Linked DNA regions of Danio rerio: region 1 is linked to region 2. Evidence: chromatin contacts called from public Micro-C data. All regions are on one chromosome and are shown on one strand. Each heading gives the region's core, a stretch centred on a gene start, on an enhancer-like site or on the middle of the called end of the contact. The rest is flanking DNA. Distances are from core to core; before and after follow the strand shown. Region 1 holds the start of si:dkeyp-38g8.5. Region 2 holds the start of atp2b1a (ATPase plasma membrane Ca2+ transporting 1a).

Region 1 (5,981 bases), core at 797-3,296, 190 kb before region 2:
GAGCTATCTCAGCAGTAAATACATGGAAACCTTTTAAACAAACGTTATTGTACATTGTGGTAAATAGAGTTAAAAAGTACATTTTCAAATAAAAAGTTAAAAGTTTCTTTATTCATTTATTGGATGAGTAGCTACACGTGAGCAAAGGAAAATTAAGACCTGCTTAAAAAGTTTTAAGACCTGCAACACAATATTTTAATAACTTTAGGACTTTTTAAGGCCTCAAATTTAGTTTTGAGATATAAGACTTTTTATTGATGATAAATCTCATTTAATTTTGTTTATTTTAATTATATGTAGAGTGTAGTAATATTAGTATTACTATGATTTTATGACATTTTAAAGTTTAGCAATTTAAAATATAATACAATTTAGTTCAGGTTTTGCATATTTTGTATTAATGTTATGATATTGTTATAACATTATTTAACATTTAGCTTTAAATATGTTTACCCATGAATTGTTTATTACTGCATAAAATATACTGCTAATTATAGATAGATATGTACTGTACATCTATTTAATATATTCTAATATATTCATCTTTAAATGTTTAGTAATTGCTATTGATGTTGTTTATTTATATAAATTCATGAAATTGTAAATGTAGTATTTAGCATTAATGTGCATTTAAATATTAATATATTTATAAACATTTCATCACATGTATATATATGATAAATTATATGTGATAAATGATTTAGAAATATATTAATATTTTTAATATAAATGTATTACTAGTAATAATTAAAATATGTGATGAATATTATATATATATATATATATATATGTATATATATATATATATATATATATATATATATATATATATATATATATATATATATAGAAATATTTACAATTTATTTTTATTAATAATAATTCATTTATGTCATTCTAGTAAATGTCATTTAGTTCATATTTTTGTATTGTTGTTTATATATTTATGTTAATTGTAAAATATCATATTTATGTAAACCATGTGTATTGTATTGATTTAATATTTTTCACATAGATATTTTGAAATTGACCTTTATTTACCATGATTCGTCATCATTTAGTTTAATGACAATGTTAATGTTAAAAATGTAATTTTAGTTAATTTTGTCTGTTATTTTCATTTGTGTATGAATATAATACATACTCTTCACACACATGTATCTGTAATTTACAATAGGATATATCATTATTTGAAGGAAACTGATTAAAAGATTCGTGGAGTCCTCAGCTGATGAGCTTGTGAGTTGATTCAGGTGTGTTAAATTTGGCCAATATCCAAGATGTGGATGTGCTTGGGGGGCCAGAATTGAAAACTGCACCCTCATAAAGTGGTATATCAGCATACCTTATACTTCATCTTAAGGTTTTCCCATTTTCTCCTGGCCTGGCTGGCAGAAATCTCCCTTTGCAGACCCAGCTCTTTCAGGATGGCCCTACAGCACACAAATGCAGAATTCACATCAAAATTCCTGCAGGCTGCTGGTACAAACATCTACAGCATAATTATTTTTTTCCTGCATGGACTTCTGCATGGGTGAGTATGCATGTGTGTAACTGAGGGTTGGTGATGCCCGGTTTACCTGTAAGCCAGAGTTGAAGAATTTCTCTTTCCAGTGAAAAGTGCATCGTTGGTCACTCGTAACTTCACGAATCTGACAAACTCTTCATTTGACACTTGAACCACACACACATAAACACACACGTGCAGATTTTAATAAAAGTAGAACACGTGATTTGTATAATGCATGCATCCAATTTACATGACCAGCCCAATGCTAAACTGCTAAAAAAATGGGAGAGATAATTGAATGCAATGACACTTTAGATGCACGAAATGATTGCTACTCACTCTTATAAATGAATTCTGAATGCTCTGGGCCATCCTTAATGTCATCGGAGGGACTCTGTACAGTGTAAAGTTCGTGGTCCATACTTGTGTCTGTTGTCTTTGAGTCATCAAGTGCGCTACTCATGGCGCTAGTGCACAAGCGAAGGGCACTAGAAGAGAAAATGGAGGGTTTCGTTCATTTCTTCTGCTGTTGGTTCACTGCGAACACAAACTATATACTGCCACCTAATGGAGTTGTGTGATATTATAATATAAATAATATGTTTCGCTGCAACATGTGGCTCGTGAATTATTTATTATTAAAGTATTTAGATTCTTACTTGTATGATGTGTCTTTACATACTATCATAGGCCTTTTAAATTAGTAAATATATTCATAGAACCATACGATTCTTAATAAATCGGCTGCACTGTAATTCATTGGGAATCTCGATTGTACAAAAATGATCATACAGTCGCTTAATAAATGTTTTATAGATTTAGAGTCAAAATAACTACTGTCGTGTTGATGAGAAAAGATTAGATGCAGTTTGTTTCACATATCTTTCGAATTAAGTTTGTTTCGTAAGACTCTCAAGTACAAAGAAGGCTGTAGAACGATTCAAGCACTTTTGTCAAGGGCGCCGACATTTTGGAGCGGTCAGTCACGCAAATTAAGCTAAAGTTCATTGTATATTTAAATGTTTTGGGGATGTTCTTCAACATGTTTTTCGCAACATATGTATTTTAAATATATATATATATATATATATATATATATATATATATATATATATATATATATATATATATATATATATATATATATAAATCAATTGTCTTAACGGGGAAGTTGAGCACAGGAAAGTGGAATGAGTAACAACTTTTTTAAAATTAATTAAGAACATACAGAATAAATAAATAAATAAATAAATAAATAAATAAAAACCAATCGTAAAAACATATTTATCAACTAAGTCCAAATAGCAACATCCACAAACAAAAGAAAAAAAAACATATATAAATAAAAATAAATAGCAAAATACAATGCAATATAGTACAAGGGGGTTCATCATCAAAAAATACCTTTACCAGACTACACAGTTTACAGGTTTTTTATGTCACAGAAGCTTTAAAGAATTGAAGAAGACAAATATCTTTCTGGAAAAGCAAAAAAAGTTTTTTTCTTTCTTTCTTTTTTTATTTGCAATTATGGATGAAATATTTTTTTCACAACATTGTTAACCAAAAAATTCCAGATCAGAATTCTGACAAAAATATTAATGTTTTACAGTTTTAAAATGGGGGTAAAAACATGTGCTGGTTAAGTTGGTGGTTCATTCCACTGTGGCGACCACGGATTAATAAAGGGACTAAGCAGAAAAGAAAATGAATACATGAATGAATTACAGTTTTAAAATAAAAATCAAGTATTTCATGCTTTAATCGTAACCAAACACAAATTTCATCCCATAACATTTTTTGAAAATGTGCATAAATAAAACATGTTCTAATGAGTGTGCTTCACAAAAGATACAAATGTTAGCCTACAATTCACACTAAATCTATGTCTGAGGAATTTATTACAAGGATACATATCGTCAGTAATTTAAAGCTGAAATTCTTTTGCCTTTGGTAGAAGTGGAAAAGAGAAATCTTGTTCAAATTCTAACCACATTGTCTTCAGGGGGGAAAAGGTGTCTGTCCTTAACTTTAGAAGGGAAAAGCTGTGTATTTACTAACATTCTTAAAATCTTATTATTACAGCTCTGCCCAGTAAAATTAATACCAGAAATAATAAGATTCTCTAATTTTGTTCTCACATAAAAATAACCCAATTCCCCTTTTGAGTATTTTTACTGTTTATAATCAGATTTGTTCTCATTTAACACGACAGACCATACTAAAAACGAATAATTAAAATAGAAGCGAAACTCTATTCCTGACATATTCGGTGAATTGTTTTGTTTGTAGAAAAGTTCACAATACTTTTCCTCGTGTTTTAAGTTGAATTTTTTTCTTAAAATGACAAACAAACAGTTGCTAATGGAGCACAAATGGTTTAGTCCATTGTTTCAAACCCCGCTCAGCACCGCCTAAAAAGAAGAGGTGAAAGCTGATTCGCTGCCGGCGATAAACGTCACATCCGCAAGTTTCTTATGAGTACGTGAGACAGACGTTTTTAGCCACGTTTTTCTTACGATCGTTGAAGAGACAACAGCTGAAACTTCCGTCCTTGGTCGAAGTCTTTTTGTTTAGGAATACAAGAGGCCTTTTTTATTCTGCTTTAACTCTCGCTAATTTTTATAGCTCTTTTGTACAACCAAATACTTTTTTGGGGGTAATGTGTCCTGAAATCATCACTATGAAGAAAAGCTACCAGAAGGACATCAAGACCGCGCCTGATCATAAACAGAAATGGTCAAAATCAAAGAAAAGGACAATTCTTCAAGCAAAAGTCGACGAAAGAAGGGTACGCGTCCGGGCCTGGTCATCCAGGAGACCGCAGCTCAGCCCAGGCCGTGTCGAAAGAGCAGCTGCGGGCGATCAGAGATTTGTACCGTCTGTAGCCATGGCACCAAGAAACACCACGCAGTACTTAATGGACATTGAGTATGCAGAGCGGCTAGATGTTTCGATAGAGGAGTGTGGTGTGAGTCGTACGCCATTTAATGAAAGGCATTTCTCATCGTCGGACTCTGATTACGAAAGATCGCTGGACTTCCAGCAGCGAGACTTCGAGGAGCTGTTCTTCAGGAATGAAATCTGAGGTGTTTCCCCTGAAACCTGACTTGATCTCGTCGGAAAGAGAAGACCGGGCAGCTGTGAACGCATAGACCGTAATATGTGCGTGTTGTTTTAATGGTTAGCCCTGTAAAATAATATCGAACAGTGTTTTATTGAAACCAAGGCGTTGAACGCAAAATGTTTGAGATGCTTATTGAGAGTTGAATGTGGTTTCATTTTGTCGGCTCTCCTTGTCCCACAGCATTGCGCAGACTCCAACTCGGGGAGACGGAACGCTCTGCGTCACAGCTGCGCGATGACGTGTAAGCCACGCCCACCAGCACGTGGCCAGCAGGTAAACCCGCTCCACTCATTGTGTACGCGGTGTAAGAGCGTTTGCAGTCACATACTGTCGCAGTGTAATTTGTGAGAAGTGTGCATGCATTGTTCTGCCAACGGATGCATGTGTGTTTTGAGAGACTTTTACAGGTTGCCGACCTTCCTCGATGGATCTAAGCGGTCTGTGCAACCCACTCAGAGCCTTGGGACAAAGCCACATGGCTGCCTGGTCACCACTGCTGGGTAACTGTGGTAATACTTGAATGTGAATTGACAAGTGCACTCAGAGCTCCTGTAGTATGAGTTATATTTTGAGAAATAATTTGTAAATATTGATTGTATTAAATGCCTAAGCTTGTGTTTACTATTAAAACTTAAATCTGATATTTTGTGTTCATTTGTTGTTTGTTTATGCGTTGTTGTTTTGAGCTTCATTATACTATATTTGAAAAAACATATTTGCAGACATCCTGTTTTACTATTAATCACATTTTTTCTATGTGGTGTGGGTTTTTTTGTAAGGGGGATTGTGCAAATGTTTAGGAGTGATGGTTTGTAATTGAGTAATGTAACTTTATTAAAATAAATAAATACACTGGCGTACTGAAGAAGAATTGAAATTGAATTGAAATTGAAACTAAGCTTTTAAAACACTTTAAATGTACATTATACACTTTACTTTGGATTTTAGTTCATTTTAAATTAAGTCTGTAGTTGTCTGTACAGTAGTAAACATTTGAAGTGGATCAAAAATTTGTTCAGTAGATTTAAGGTGACTGATTTTTGATCCATTTTAAATGTATATGCTACTATTTGTGAGCCCAGTGCATCTGGTACCAAAACTATTGTTTAGATGTTTGATGAAAGTACATTTAAAATGCTGAGATCGACTTTCATCTCACTGTTTATACTGTTTTGAGTTGGGAGGAGGGGTTTTTTGATTGTCTTGCACAATTGGGGCCCATGGAGTTTTAGGACCATCACTGTTGAACATTAAGGTGAGAAAGAATTAGTGCATAATGGCTATGCGCCCTTTTGTTGTGTAAAGCTTGATATTGGGCGTAAGGGTTCCTCCTTCGTAATATTT
Region 2 (6,016 bases), core at 1,727-4,226:
AAACACTATGGGAAGTCAATGGCTGCTGCTTAACAGAATTCTCCAAAATATCTCCAACAGAAGAAGGAAATTTCAGACAGGTTGGAATATTACATGTTTTTTATTTTATTTATTTATTTTTTTGTAGGGGGGGGGGGGAACTACTTTTAGATTATTTAAACACACTGAAACATTAACGATGATTTTCAAGGATGTCCTTATTGCATAGTTTCACTTTCATTCATTCATTTTCTTTTCGGCTTAGTCCCTTTATTATTTTGGGGTCGCCACATTGGAATGAACCACCAACTTATCCAGCATATGTTTTACACCAGCGGATGCCCCTTTAGCTGCAACCCATCAATAGGAAACATCCATACACACTCATACACTATAGACAATTTAGCCTACCCAATTCACCTAAACAACATGTCTTTGGACTTGTGGTGAGAAACCGGAGCACCCGTAGGAAACCCACATGAACACGAGGAGAACATGCAATCTCCACACAGAAGTGCCAACTGACCCAACTGAGGCTTAAACCAGCGACCTTCTTGCTGTGAAGGAATCGTGCTACCCACTGCGCCACAGTGACACCCTAGTTTCACTTTCAAACACTGAATTTATGGGTGACAAAATATTATTTGCTAACTTATTGTGTTTTGAGCAGTTAATACGCCCAGAAATACCAAAATAGTTTTACCTAATTTGTGCTGATTATTATGCTGCATTGGACAATAAACTGCTGCTTAAAGTCATTTGCACATTGATATGTGATCATTTGCAAATGTTTGAGTGATGCATCGTTGTGTCACCACAATAATGTTTGTTTGTGAAAGCTTTTATGACATTTTTTTCACAAGGTTCCTTTTACACCATCAATGTTGTAATGTAATTAAAATATAATCAGTTAATAGACTTAAGCATCTATTTGGCTGTTAAAGCATACACAGAGACCGTTTAAACGCAGGCGCTGTCATTAGCAGCTGTGTTTTGTGCAGTTAATTAGCACCCAGAAATAGCAATATAGCAAAGTTCCTATAGTTTTACCTAATTTGTGCTGATTATTATGCTGCATTAGACAAGAAATTGCTGCTTAATATCATTTGCACATTGTTAGTAGTTCACTTGGAGTGGTACAAGCTCCATATTAATACCTCAAGGGTACATATTAGTACCTAAAAAGTACAAATATGTTCCTCTTAAAATGTTTAGGTGCTAATATATACTTTTAAGGTAACTATATGGACCCTTTAAGTATAAATGAATACCTTTTAAAAAGGTACTACCGCACTGACAGCTTGTGTACCTTTATTTCTGAGAGTGTATGGATGTTTCCCAGTGATTGGTTGCGGCTGCAAGGGCATCCGCTGTGTAAAACACATGCTGGATAAGTTGGCGGTTCATCTGAAAATAAAATGAATGAATGACACAATACAATAGCAGCCGAAATATTAATTGATATATTCTTGCAAAACATATATTCACAGCTGTCATAAAAAAATCCCCAAATTGTAGTTTAAAATACAGGTAGATACGGATATTTGTTTTGTTTGTCATTTGCAAGTCACTTTGCATAAATGGAACAAACGTTTTGCCCAAATGAATAGCTGTAAATGTCAGTAAAGATGAATGAAAGAGAGAACAGAAAGAAGGCAACTGTGGCTTCTTTTGAGGCCTTCTTGGGGAAACCCACAATACGGGTACAGTTTTGGAGTCATCTTTCAAGTACGGCATGGTCAATGAATGCCAACAATGGTGAACTATGACACGACTGAAACTTTGAAGTAAAAAAACAACCAGGACTGCAGGATTTTTCCTTTGATGCCAGGTGTAAAAAAAAACAGTCTTTTTATTGTACATTTAATGAGTGGTTGATTTGCAGAGAGTTTATGTGTTTAAGAACTTCACTGCATAACTTATTTTGGTGTATTTATTGAATTAAAATCTCTTTTATATGTAACAGAGCATTCACATGTAATGTAATCAAAGGGTTGCTTTTTTGAATAATCAGTACTGTTTAATCACATCCTAATTGATTAGATTAGACCAATGCATTTCAAGTCTTGCAGCAACAAACTTCAGGAAGAAGATATGAATCTATATCACCATAAGAGGAAACTGGTATCTACATGCAAAATATGAAATGCAGCACATTTGTATTCCTTGTTACCGACCTCAATATTTAAATGCATTATTTGAATTATGTAGTATCTATCATGAGGACTTTCTATATAAAAACAACACCTCACAAACAGAAATTCTCCATGCTTGTACTGCAGTTTTAAAAGGAAGGCGCCAGACTATAGACTAAGTGCTTCAGTGGACTTGAGTTTGATGAAAACGCAGAAAGAAAAAAATGCTTGCCATGCAAGTTCACTCAGTTTGCATCATAAAGAAGAAATGCACAATATTGTTTGCATCAGTTCAGTGAATGAAACTCAGTGGGGATCATTCAGTGACGTCTAACTGTCAAGCGTTTATTGTAAATTCTTTGGGCAAAGGCTGAGCGATGATGATCCAGACTGCATAATGCAGTGATCCGGTTCATATCAGCGAGTGTAATGAGTTCCTGCACACTGCGAATCAAACACAACACCAGAATCGAGAGAACGGCGACGTCATGGAAAGAATGACGTCAGGTTTAATTAGCCGCCGGGGGAAGACTCGTCCATGACTGTGGGCGGGGCTAAAAACGCCGGCTCGTGCTGAAAGCGTGCTGTTTATTGAGTTAAAATAAACAATGAGCCTCGACAAGTTATTTTATACTTAGCCACTTTAAGGTACACGCTTATAAATTATGTTAATACGCGCGAAGGTTACACAGAGGGTGTGTCCAATGTGATTGACATCTCCTCCCGGCCAATGAGAATCGTCAGACATGTCGATGGGCGTTATCCTGACGTGCATCACATGTCTCAGGCGACGCGGGGCTGTGGGAGGGCTTTCTCTGCAGATTGGAGGAGCTAGATAGACGGCAGAGTGAGTCTGAGGGAGACCGAGAGAGAGAGGGGGATCTCTGAGGCACCGCTCGGAGAGCATTGTGAGTGTAATTTCATCATTTCTCTTGTGCACGCTAGTGCTTTTGCCGCATTTGAATTGCACCATTTTTTACGTCGCTTCCTCTCTGCCGACCGATCTTCATTCACCGTATTGACCGTTAGCCTGCGTTATTATCAGCTAGCCAAATTGGCTAGGCAACTCCTGCTAGTTGGTAGCAGGCAGAGAAAGGGGCAAGAAGGCAACCAGGCTGCTGTGCATTTTTAACCCACACCTGCCTATTGTCACTGCAGGGAGGGGGTGTGTGGAAAATCAGCGGGCTTTTAATGTATCGCACCATGTCGAGACGCAGGGAGGATGTGTAACGTTAGTGCACGCTGGAAAGTTGCTTTTGACGCGTGAAAATGTGTTCGACTGCGCGTTTCTGAAGCCGCGATCGCACGATATATTTGAGCAAAACCCCTATTCAAATAGACATGCGTGATGTTTAACGGTATCCAAAACATGTAAATGGGAGCTTGTATGTGTTTTTTTTTTTTTTCACCGGTTACTCCAGGCAGGGTGACCCTAACGTTATTTTAACCGCCGTTTGTTTTTTTAAGCCGTCAAATGAAAGGATCACACTGTGACTGTACAGAACCGTTGACTGTTATATGCGGTAAGAGTGCTAACTCACTATAAAGTACGATCTGTATTATTTTAAACGCGCGATTAATGACAGTTCGCTCATGCGAAAGACTGTCAAACGAGCTAACGTTAACTTGTTCAGCTAAGCGACCGTCTCTGTCCATGGCTTTTGACATTAACGTTAGCCAGCATGGTGATTTTAGGGTTGTACCAGAAGGGAAAATCAGCATTTGAAATGCGACGGAAAGTTGGAGAGCGCCTCAGTTTCAGGAAAGGTGAGATGCTGGTCTGGTGTCATTGCTAAGATTAAAACAGTAACGTTACTGCCTTTTTGACAGGTTGACTTGTGTTGAGACCGCTAGCAGGCTAAAGCCAAACGCGAGGACGCTTCAGCTGTCAACTTGCCTTACGAGCCGTCTACCTGCTTGTCGGTAATCGCGTTTTTATTTTGTGCTTTAAAACAACCCCCATTTAAAAGTGCTCATAAAATGTCACTTAATTCATAGCGTTGTTCCAAACCCATCTTGATAAGAGATGTTAGTCGTAATGACAGTCGCTGTTAACTTGAATTGTTTGCCGACGAATGCAGCGGTAACTGTCTGTCGATAAGTTTCATGACCAAAGCGAGGCGTGTGACAGCATTAGGCTGAGTAAATGATTTTTCATTTTGAGAGAACTGTCCCTTTAAGCTTGGCGCATTCGTGTCAACAGTTGTAGTATACAGTCCTAATTCCTCCTGTCATGTGTGACTGGGCATGGAGACTGGAACAAGCGCTGTGCGACACGTCAAATTTGCTAGGATCGTATTTGAAGGAGCAGATGTGCAAAACACAATGTACCCAACCTAATCGGCTGACTTATTGTGTGTACTGTCTGCCTAATGTGTTGAGATTAAATATGCCACCTAGAATTTCTAGATAGACCCCGGTGTGCGTTTAAATGGCGTGTCTGGTCTGTTGCTCCTTGGCGTACATCATTCCCTGCCCTGTTGCTTCTTTTGCACAAGCTTTTATAGCTCCTGATAATACCTCTCTGTATGACAGCAATGCCGAATTTGACCTTGAGTCTACATATTCAGCTTTCTCCAACTCAAATCATAAGTGCACTTTGTGTTCGCTTCACTTAAATGCTGGACTTCAAATCGTGAGGATTTTGTTGCAGTGTTTCAGAGCATCAAACTGGCTTAGTTAAACAAAAATATATAGTGTTTTCTAAATTACTGCATATGACGGAAATATGAATTGACCTCATTGACACTTAAAATTTTTAATGATTTACCCTCAACATTAAATAAACTAACCTTTGACTGTGCTGATTGAGCTTCAGAGGCCTTTGGACTGTCTTGTGCACAGGCCCAGTTGTATTGATTTAATATCTTATTTTTTGCCCTAGATGTTACTATGAAATAAGATCTTATTCCTATCATAGCTTTGGTAGAAACAGTGTGTGTTTAAATGATGATTATAACGAATCTTATTATCATGCATGCATTTTAATATGATCATTGGCATATTATATTAGTATAAATTACTGATTTAAATGCACATTTTTAGAGCGTAGGATGAAACAAAGTCAGGCTGCTCTCACCAAGAAACATATCTTGTTGGAATGTGGAAGTTTAAATGCCATTAGACAACATTTTTTTGAGGAGAGTATACTTTGATGGACATTTTTAAAAAGGTACCACCAGGAAGAATCTGAAATTATTTATCAAAAATTGAACTAAAAAATCATATTTAACTTTGAATATATTTTGTGTGAATTTTATTTATTTCTATCCTGTATATTTACTCTTATAGTTACAATAGTTACAATAGTACTTACAGTTAATTTACAATAATTTACTTAATAGTTACAATAGTAACTTTTTTTGTAGTACAAATTCGTTTGTATCATGCAATATTTTATGTATATTAATTTTGCCACGATATAAATAAATAAGAAAATAATAGATAAATTAACTGAAACAAAAAAATGGTAACTGGAGAAAAATATAGGAAAAAAGTGAAACTTCTAAAATATAAAATATTTCTAGTTTACTATAACTTAAAACAAACTTTTAAATGAACTTTAAAAAAAATAAAAAAATAAATATAAATATATATATATATATATATATATATATATATATATATATATATATATATATATATATCTTTATTAAAGCTTTAAAATAAAATTGAAAACTAATTCAAACTATTAGCAACATTTACAAAAGTTTCTCAGAGATATAACGGGTTCCCTGTAGGCTTTAATCTCTTTTTTTTTATATATATATCGCTTATAAAAAATATATAAGCGATTTAATATATATATATATATATATATATATATATATATATATATATATATATATATATATATATATATATATATATATATATATATTTTTTTTATAAGGCAATGTGAT

What was found. A called contact is a pair of places that touch in the nucleus more often than the background predicts.
Region 1: a contact with region 2 is called in a Micro-C map of caudal fin, with 6 times the contacts expected there. The contact joins the promoter of si:dkeyp-38g8.5 here to the promoter of atp2b1a in region 2. A contact is called at or near these places in 1 of 18 Hi-C or Micro-C datasets (caudal fin) and 2 of 4 datasets of contacts at active chromatin or transcription factors (caudal fin and embryo).

Annotation. Positions count from the first base shown.
Region 1 is chr4:16,898,677-16,904,657 of GRCz12tu, reverse strand. si:dkeyp-38g8.5 reads right to left here and starts at 2,046. Exons shown (of 4, transcript NM_001123290.1): 1 at 1,850-2,046; 2 at 1,581-1,674; 3 at 1,346-1,433. The coding sequence starts at 1,973. It also overlaps a transcript of atp2b1a not described here.
Region 2 is chr4:16,705,855-16,711,870 of GRCz12tu, reverse strand. It overlaps atp2b1a (ATPase plasma membrane Ca2+ transporting 1a), which reads left to right and starts at 2,976. Exons shown (of 21, transcript NM_001044757.1): 1 at 2,976-3,022.